Regions from separate parts of the Mus musculus genome. Here regions 1 and 2 are each linked to region 3. A link is a contact called in public HiChIP or PLAC-seq and promoter capture Hi-C data. All regions are on one chromosome and are shown on one strand. The core of a region is the stretch at or near the end of the contact, and the rest is flanking DNA. Distances in the headings are between cores, read along the strand shown. Region 1 overlaps Mvb12b (multivesicular body subunit 12B). Region 2 holds the start of 4930402F06Rik (RIKEN cDNA 4930402F06 gene). Region 3 holds the start of Gapvd1 (GTPase activating protein and VPS9 domains 1).

Region 1 (3,222 bases), core at 208-2,707, 920 kb after region 3:
TGCCCCATGACAGTCCCCAGACGTGATGTTGGCCTTGTTTCTAAAGAGCCTCTGTGTGACGTAGGGCAGCTCGTCTTTACGGAGAGGTAGCCCCCTGTGTACAGTTCTTTCATACTGGTTTTTAGTACTTGAGCACATGAACTAGGGAAGCTTAAAGCCATCTCCAAAAGCATTCCCAGGGAGGCCAGCCTGTGTCTGTACCTCATTTCTTCCTGAGATGACCACTTTTGCTCTCCACCATGACCCTCTGGAGGAGGTGATAAGTTATCTCTTCTAATTTAGATACTTATTTTTGGAAACATTTTCACCAATTTCTAAGTGTAATTATAATGGCTTCCCAAGATGACCACTTTAGCACCCCACCATGACCCTCTGGAGGAGGTGATAAGTTATCTCTTATAATCCAGACACTTATTTTTGGAAACATTTTCACCAATTTCTATGTGTAATTATAATGGTAATATAGGCTGTAGTTAAAAATTAAAAACACAACAGTATAAAACATGCCAAATAGAAAAATGAAAGAAGCCTTCTTTATTACAGCCTCCTGGCCAGTCACAGCCTCCCTGTCCCTCACAACCTCTTTCTGTCTCATAGCCTCCCTGTCCCTCACAGCCTCCCTGTCCCTCACAGCCTCCCTGTCCCTCACAGCCTCCCTGTCCCTCATAGCCTCCCCACCCCTCACAGCCTCCCTGTCCCTCACAGCCTCCCCGTCCCTCACAGCCTCTTTCTCTCTCATACCCCATCTCTTCATCATAGCTCTCCAACCTCGGACCCCACTGCCAAGTCTGGGTTGTCCCTACAGCAGTTCTGAATGTGGACTGTAAGCACTTGTTGCTCTTTGGTAATCTTTTGTTCTGAATATTGTTCTTAGCATGTTCAGGATGAGGGGTAAAGTCATCCCATTAAGTTCCCTCTAATTATAAGAGCAATACCTTTGCTGCTTGTAATATATGACTGAATAGGGAAATCTTTTTCCTACCGGCCTTTGAGTGCATTTTCAGTAACAGGATGGTGGCAGCTGAGCCAGGGTAGGCACCTGCACAGCACTTGTGGTGTGTCTGCATAGATCCTTTGGGTCCACTGTAGCCTGAGGGGGACTCCACACAGCAGGGGTGAGGGGTCATCACCTTACAGATGCTGAGCTCATGAGGTTATCAGTAGACCTAACACGTATCCTTCCCACCCGCACCCTCGTGCACCCATGCCCTCAGGCTCTCTGTCCCAGGAGTCTACCCAAATGCCTTTAGAAAGCCATTTCTGCTTTTCCCTCCTGTTGTCCCTGCTCTGTCTGCTGACCACTGCTTCCCGTGGACTCTCAGGAGGAAGTCCTAAAGATTTGGTCAAATGCCTTGTTTAAGTTACTTTTTGTTGCTAAGATGAAACACCATGGCCAGGGCAGCTTATCAAAGGAAGGAGATATTTTGGCGTGCGCTCTGAGAGGGATAAACATCTATCACGCACGGCGGGAGGCACGGCAGCCAGCGTGTGGTAGGCATGGTGATAAGAGCAGGACCCTGAGAGCTCCCATCCTTGGAGCAGAGCGAGAGCTAGAAGTCCCATTAGCATTTGACTCTCAAGTGATGAACCTCCTCCAGCAAGGCCGCCCCTCCTCAACCTCCCCTAACAGCCCCACAAGCTGGAGACCAAGTGTTCGCATCTGAAAAGCACCACAGCCCTGGACAGTGTTGCTGGCCTCAGAGGATAGCCGTGGTCCCTGTGCCACTTACACTGGGACCTGTTACATTTACTCCTGAATCTTCGAGCTGTTGGCCTTCTAGGCAGGCGTTCGTGAAGCCCTGGGAGCTGGGGCAGCAAGTCCACTGTGGTGCAGGGAAGGCACTGGACTCATTGGTTTGGGGTGGATTATAGAAAGCACAGTCCTCAGCTTGAGGGCAATGGAAGAGCACTTGCTTAGTGTGCATGGGACCCTGGATTCAGCCCTGGGAACTGCCAGAAAACACGTTGCTCCCCATCAGTAGCTAGGCTCTAGGGGTGATAAGGCTGCCAGCCAGGAGGGCAGCAAGAGACACCCCTGCCCTCGGCTGAAGCCCAGGTGCTCGGGAACCAAGTTAGCACTTCTATCCTCAGCACCAGAAGAGGAGTAGATGCCCTTCACTGCGTCCAAATGACAAACCAGGGGACAGAATTGCTTTGGGATCAAATTTGGGGGAATGACAGCCTATTTGCCAGCCCTTGAGTGAGGCAGGAGCTAGGCACATCCTCACTGGTGGCGGCTGCCTGTATGTCCTGGTCTATAGTCAGAGCACAGGCTTGGCAGAGCACCGGTTTACAACCATCTGGGAGGGTGTGGGCTCTCCAGAGCAGGCCACAGCTTAATTAGCTGACTTGAGACTCCCAACATAGGAGTTTGGGGAGCTTCCTTTGAATCCTAAATTCCTTTCCCCCAATCAGACCATTAATATGGAAACCTGGCTGGAGAGTGACACCGCTTCCTGGGAAGGAGCGAGATTAATTGCACTTTTCATGCCCCGCACTTTCTGTGTTACCTGTAATAATAATGTGCATAGATTAGGTAGGGAGGATGTTAAACAGAAGGATTTATGAACATTTGAATATTAGGTTGGTTATCTGTGGCTACCTTAAATGCAAAGTTGTCAAAAATAATTACAGTATACTAGCAAATACTGGCTACCAGAGACAATATAAATACCCTGCGTCAGTGTATGTCGGGCCCCTGGTATGAATCATTTGCTCAGCAAGGATTGGGAATACGTTCTTCATATTTATGAGGAGGAAATGAAAGAGAGCACCAGTGGGGGAGGGGAACCAGGAAAATTAATGGTGTTGAAGGCCTGTGATGTATAAAAAGGCGGGGGGGGGAGGGAGGTGAGGGGGACTCTGCAGACTGGCAGCCCCATGGAAGAGGGCCACACCCTCGGACTGTAGGAAGCCTTAGCAGGGCAGCCCTCCATTGTGTGTGCATGGACGGGTTTCCCAACACTTGTATAGTGGCCACACCCCCAGTGCTTGGGTTTTAGGATTAAGGCATTGTTTCAAGAGGTGAGGTGGCTAAGTGGTAGCAGTTGACTTCCATGGAATCCCGCATGTCAAGCCAAAGCCGGTCAACCTGATACTGATGAATCCCCGTCCATCTAGGGGGCAGCAGAGCGTGCCCAGGTGTTAATTTCTCAGTGCAGGAAGCAGTGATGACATGGAAGAGCAGGGAGGGGAAGGGAACAGAGGACAGTCGATTAGACT
Region 2 (2,908 bases), core at 164-2,663, 640 kb before region 3:
GCAGGTCATGGTCTGCAGTCTTCACAACAGCAGCCCTGGAGTTCCAGTGGCATGCCCTCACACCTAGACAGTTTATGGGCGTTCTCTGGGATCAGATTAGTGTTCACGTGGCAGACACATTATCAGCTGAGCCATCTTTCCAGCCTAGGCATGCTCCCCACTCCCTCCCAGTGTAACAGACATCGGGCTTGTCTACAAGGGAGTTGCTAGGTTGGGTGGACAGAGGTAACAAGGCTCATTCTAACTGGATGGCACCAGTCAATGTGGGGTCCCAGACTGAATACAAAGGAGAAGGCAGGCAGAGCATCAGCATCTCTCTGCTTCTCGACTGGAGATGGGACCAGCTCTCTCACATCCCTGCTACTAGCATTTCCATCTGTGGTCCAGCAGACAGAACCTTTTCCCTGTGGTTCACAAGCTGCGACCTCGGGGTTTCAGCTTGGGTTCAGGTTGAGGCTCTATGCCAGTGCCATGGCCAACAGGGTTCCGTGCTGCTCGCAGGGCAGTAAGTCCTGGCCTCCTTGTCTCCCCACAGCAGCACATCAGCGGCTCTCAGCTCACATCTCCCTTCCAGCCCTCGCAGCCACTTGGCAATGACAGTGGCTGCATTTGCATTTTTTTTTTTTTTTTTTTTTTTGCTTGTCCTAACTGGATCGTGAGTGTGGGTGCTACTGGCATGTAGTGGGTGGATACAAGGGCACTGCTAAGTGATTCACACTTGCACAGGGTGGCAAACTTCACCCCATCTCAAGAAATGTCATTCGTGGCAATCTTGGAGCGGCTGGAATTACACTCTTTCAGAGTTCACTAACAGATTTATCTGTTTGCCTGTGTGGGAAACTCTAAAGCTCCACTTCCTCCCTAGAAACCAGAGCTAAGACAAAGCAGTTCCCTCTCGTGGACACCAGGGGGCAGGAGTTCCAAAGAGAACCAGTTTCTGGAGTGATGAAAACATTCTTTTTGGTGCTATTAAAGGCAGCGTCATTTGTATAAATGCTATTGATCCTTCATATAAATGGAACTAGCTCTATAGCTTAGTGGTGCTGTAGGTGTACTGTGCAGTTTATCAAATAAACAGGTAGAAATCAACCCTACATATACCACAGTTAATAAAGAAGGCATAAGGGAAGTAGGAGGGAATCTTAACGCTGACTTAGAGGAGAGACACATTGCTTATGTGCGCCAAGGGTGCTACTGTTTGTAGGTGTGGTATGGTTGAGATGTGGTTCTCCCCGTGGAGTTCACACTGAGGTTTGGTTCCAGTGGATAGTGCTGTGTTAGGCATTGACTAGGGATTAATGCTTTTCTATGAGTGAGCTGTCGCTCTGGAGATGGGCTTCTGTGACATGGTTGTTAGCAAGCCTGGCAGCTCCCCTCCACCACTCAAACCCATGCTCCGCTCCACACAGTGCCTCTGGCTGACTGCCACATGGTTTTCAACAGAAACTGAATGGATTCTGGGACATCTGGAGCTGGAGGAACATTTTTTTTTCTTTTTGTAAAGCACCCAGCTTCGGTATTTTGGTGGTAGCAACACAACACACACCAAGAAGTGATCTGGAATTCAGTGGCCCTTGCTTCAACTGCTCTATCAAGGGGAGCTATAGCCTTCAACAACCTGTCCCACCCCTCTCTGGGCTACTCAACTTTATAGGTGACACTGGTCATCAGCATCCATTGGGTAAGAAAGCATCCCAGTAGCGGCGACCACTTGACGACCTCCTCCAGGGTTTCTTGGGCAGCTTACTGCTTTGTATATTTATCAGGTGGACAGGAGACAGTCGGACACTCCCTGTGGTGGAACACCGTCTCCAGAATCCACAGGCAGCCCAACGGAGTTTTTGTCTTTCTTAGTGGCAAGGGACACAACATTTATTCACAATTTACAATTGGCTGCATCTTGGAATTTCCTGGATTGAGAATATTCACATCTGGATCCCATCCAAAGATTGCTGCTGTTCAGTTGTCTTGGTGTAGGCTTGACATCGGGGGTTTTAAAACTTTCCTGTGGGACTGTTAGTCTTGGGACCTTGGAAATGACTGCCATTAGAACAATTTGCTTTTTGTGCATGGCTTTTATTTTGATGTTGTCTTTTTTGGTTTGGGTTTTGGGTTTTTTGTTGTTGTTGTTGTTGTTGTTTCTGTTTCTGTTTTGTTTTGTTTTGGTTTTGGTTTGGCATTTGTTAAAGTTCTTAAATTTCTCTATTAATCATTTTCTTCTAAATTGAATTTGGAAATTTTGGGTTAAATTTGATTTCTGCTCCATTTTCTGCTTTATTAAATTTGTTATATCTTATTTGTGTGGAGGTCCCCTTTAGAGGTCATAGGACAACTTGAGGGAATCAGTTCTGTTGTTTTACTATGTAGGTCTCAGTGACTGAACTCAGGTCCTCAGACTTAGCAGCAAGCACCCTCACTCACTGAGCCATCTTGCTGGCCCATTCCACTTTATCTATGAAACCAGATATATACACATGATAAACATTTTTTAAAAAGATTTATTCATTTATGTATATAAGTGATGCATTTGCATGTGTGTGTACATGACAGAGAGAACATCAGATCTTATTACAAATGTTTGTGAGACATCTTGTTGCTGCTGGAATTGAATTCAGGACCTCTGGAAGAACAGCTAGTGTTTCTTAACTGCCGAGCCATCTCTCCAATCCCAGCTAGACTTCTTTTTTTTTTTAATTCAACTAATTTTTTATGATATTCAACACAATATATATTTCTATACCAATCATAAGAATGATGGACATGTTATTAAATGAACATAAAGTAGATAAGTAGATTTTTGTTTGTTTGTTTGTTTGTTTGTTTTATTTTTAGTAGAGCTTTAAAATCTTGGCTTACTGTGGTACAAACCCTAAATAAGAACAAGTTTTAAACATTGGAGTTCATTGTA
Region 3 (3,212 bases), core at 472-2,971:
TTTTTTCCCAAATTTATTTATTTTGACCATATATTTTGCTTTCCCACATGTAAAGTGTGTTGAGTGTAATAGCTACTTCACAGCCTACTATAACAAGAGTCATTGTGGTAGTGATTTGGGTTTCTGGTAAGAATGTTACATTCTTTGGGAATGCTGAATGGGAAGATTAAAAGCTGTCTGTCTAGGTCAGGCACTCCATCTGTAGGTGACAGACAGAACAGGGCTCAGGCCAGTGAACCGAACATTCCTGTTCTCGTTGTACTTACAATGCACAATCTACTTACTTCATAACTCTTAGCTTCTTTAGAACCCTTCCCTTTCTTTTTATTTATGTATATTCATTTATGTATTTACACATTTATACATTCACACAATTTATTTGTGTGTTTGTTTGTTTGTTTATGGGGGGCAAGTTTTTGCCACAGTGGTGGTCAGAAAATATTGCAGGAGTCATTTATCCTTCCTCCCCTATGTGGGGTGTTTGGTGTCAAACTCTGGTGGTTCGGTTTGGTGGCAAATGCCTTTACTTGAAGGTTTCCTTTTGTGTCTTTGAAAGCCTTTCTTCAAGCTGGGCAGTGGTGGCACAAGCCTTTAATCCCAGCACTTGGGAGGCAGAGGCAGGTGGATTTTGTGCTCTGGAGCTCTGGAGCCTTTGAACACAATCTTCTGTTCAAGGGGGTTTTCCCTTATGCAGTCTACAAATTTTATATCCTCCCCCTCTCTTTTTCTGGATTTTTTTTCTTTTTCTTTTTCTTTTTCTTTTCCTTTTTTTTTTTTTTTTTTTTTTTAAACAAGATTTCTCTGTGTAGCACTGTCCTGGAACTTGCTCTGTAGACTAGGCTAGCCTTGAGATCTGCCTGCCTGTTTTTGCCTCCGCCTGCCTGTTTTTGCCTCTTGAGTGCTGGGATCCTGACTCATCTACCTTGGAATCTAGTCACAGCCAAATCTCTTTTCCTTTCTTTCTTTTCTTCTTTGGCCTTTTGAGACAGGGGCTCTGTATAATCCTGGTTATCCTGGAACTCTGAGATTGGTCTGATTTTGCCTTCCAACTGCTGGGATTAAAGTCATGGGCCACAAAACTCAGCCTAGGTCTTGATTTCTTAATTCAATATGGTCTCTTTCTCTGGAATCTCATAACACTTTGTAATTCTTCATAGCACTTTGTAATTTAGTTTATTGTTACAAAACTCAATCTATGGGAGATACTCTCCACTTTATATTGTAAATTGTATCCACTTGCTTTTTCATCTGGTTGGTGCTTTGTACAATGTAACAGACCCGACTGATAATCTTTAATTGAACTCTGTTGAATGGCAACATGGTACCAAAGACATTTTACTTGATACCCACAATGCTATTGTAACAAAGTAGCAAATAGGAAGCAAATTGTGACAAAAGAATTTCCTTTTGAGGCAGGGTCTCAAAGGATAGCTCCCGCTGGTCTAGACATCCTGTGTAGCTCAGGCTGGTTTAAACTTTTGTCTAATTCTGAGACATTTGCTTCAGCCTCCCAAAGGTTTTAGATTACAGGTGAGAGCTACCATGCTAGTTCAATTCTGATGATTTTTAAAGGAGGTGTATGGAAGACGGGTGGAAAGCTGTCTGGGATCTGATTTATGTTTGAATAGTTGGGAAGATGAGTTTTCACTTCCCCCTCCCCCCACCTTGGGGGCGGAGCATGAGACTCGTGGTGTTGCAGGATATATTCATTGTCTTCAATATTTTAAAGGGCTGTCAAGTGGGAACCAATTCTCCTTGCTTCCAGGCAGAATAACTACCTGCAAAGGGAGGAAAGACAAGGGAAGCAGATTTCAGCTCAGCAGAAGGCAGAACTTTCTAACATTTAGAGCTGTGCAACAGAGAGGAGCAGGCTGTACTCCTGAGAGGTAGTGAGCTGATACTGGAACATCCGAAACAGAAGTGAGACGTGGAGGCCATTCCTGCTTGGGTGGGAGCTGCACCGATGACCTTTAAGGTATGTTCTAGCTCTAAGGTTTCTGGGACTGTTCACTTCTGCTAACTTGACGCGTCCTTTCATTTTTTTTTTTTTTTTGAAAAAACAAAACCGACCTAAGCCTATTTAATGTAACACAGTTTACAGTTTATTTAATGTAATGTTATTTTTAAATAACACAGTTACAATAAAAATCGACAAAACGAGAAGTGGGAAATTATATTTATAAGTTAAAAATGAAGATACCGTCCAATTGGCATAGCTTTTAAGTGAAAGGGGAAGAGCGAGAGAGAGAGAGAGAGAGAGAGAGAGAGAGAGAGAGAGAGAGAGAGGAGAGAGAGAGAGAGAGAGAGAGAGAGAGAGAGAGAGAGAGGCTGGCTATTGGATGATGTTCCGAGCAAGAGAGGAGTGTCATTTTTCTTCCACCCGTCTTCTCTAGCACCAGGTACACGGAGACGTGAGGGCGGAGGATCGGCGTACAGGTCCTGGCAAGGCGGTTCGCGACCGGGAGCGGAAGGGCGGCCGTGGTCCGGACCACCGATCCCAGGGGCCCCCGCGGCGCCGCGCACGCGCACTGCTGAGGGGGCAGCGCCGCCGCAGGAGGCAGGGAAACCGACTGGCGATCTGTGGCGGCGGCTGGGCGGCGGTGGCAGTTCGCAGCGAGGGCGACGGCTCCGAGGCCGAGAGGCAGTCCAGCGAGGACCTGGGCGCCGTCCTCCGCATGACCTCACCGGTGAGTGCGCGTCCCCGGCCGGTCCGCACCGCGTGCCCCGCCGTCTGGCCTAGCACCGCAGCCCGCGCCTGACGGCCGCCCCGCCCCGGGCCCCGGGCCTGCCCCGTGCCCGGCGTCGCTCGGGTGGGAAGCCGCGCGGCCGGGCCCCGCGAGAGGGGTGGCGGCGTGCGGGTTCCGGCAGCCTGCCTGAGGCGGCGGGGACACAGGGCGCATGGGGGGGATGGGGTGGGAGCGCGACGGGGCGGGAAGGGGCGCAGTAGCGCGGGTCGCCTCTGTGGGCGTCCGGGGCAGGTGGGCAGCCGAGCCCGGGAGGCCAGGAGCGGACCGAATGGCTTGGGAGCGCCGCCAGGGACGCGCCGGACGCTCCGGGCTGGGGACGCCGTGCACCCGCAAACGCGCGCCGGGCTTGGCGTCTGTGCACTTGCTGCTGGTGGTCTTGAAGTGTCCGTTCTGTCCATCTCTCTTCTTTCAATTGTCGACTTTTATTGACGGACAGAATTGTCACGGGTGCTGCCTGGATAGACC

The links. HiChIP or PLAC-seq counts read pairs in DNA pulled down with a chosen protein or histone mark. Capture Hi-C pulls out chosen DNA fragments and counts their contacts.
Region 1: an H3K27ac HiChIP or PLAC-seq map of microglia shows a contact between it and region 3, with 4 times the contacts expected there. The contact joins the enhancer-like site here to the promoter of Gapvd1 in region 3. A contact is called at or near these places in 1 of 39 promoter capture datasets (cranial neural crest), 4 of 115 datasets of contacts at active chromatin or transcription factors (astrocytes, large pre-B cells, microglia and 1 more) and 1 of 9 other capture datasets (embryonic stem cells).
Region 2: a promoter capture Hi-C map of liver shows a contact between it and region 3. The contact joins the promoter of 4930402F06Rik here to the promoter of Gapvd1 in region 3. A contact is called at or near these places in 1 of 39 promoter capture datasets (pre-B cells) and 1 of 9 other capture datasets (liver).

What each region holds. Positions count from the first base shown.
Region 1 is chr2:33,836,571-33,839,792 of GRCm38.p6, reverse strand. All of the region lies in intron 3 of Mvb12b (multivesicular body subunit 12B), which reads left to right. Among named protein-coding and RNA genes, the nearest start is that of Nron, 32 kb to the right of the region's middle. Within about 2 kb of position 1,457, at least 8 of the 459 cell types and tissues checked have an H3K27ac peak or open chromatin away from gene starts, as enhancers often do. A contact at or near this core is called in microglia, where this site is marked.
Region 2 is chr2:35,395,679-35,398,586 of GRCm38.p6, reverse strand. 4930402F06Rik (RIKEN cDNA 4930402F06 gene) reads left to right here and starts at 1,413. Exons shown (of 6, transcript NM_001080709.2): 1 at 1,413-1,681.
Region 3 is chr2:34,753,741-34,756,952 of GRCm38.p6, reverse strand. Gapvd1 (GTPase activating protein and VPS9 domains 1) reads left to right here and starts at 1,721. Exons shown (of 27, transcript NM_001356441.1): 1 at 1,721-1,975; 2 at 2,394-2,687.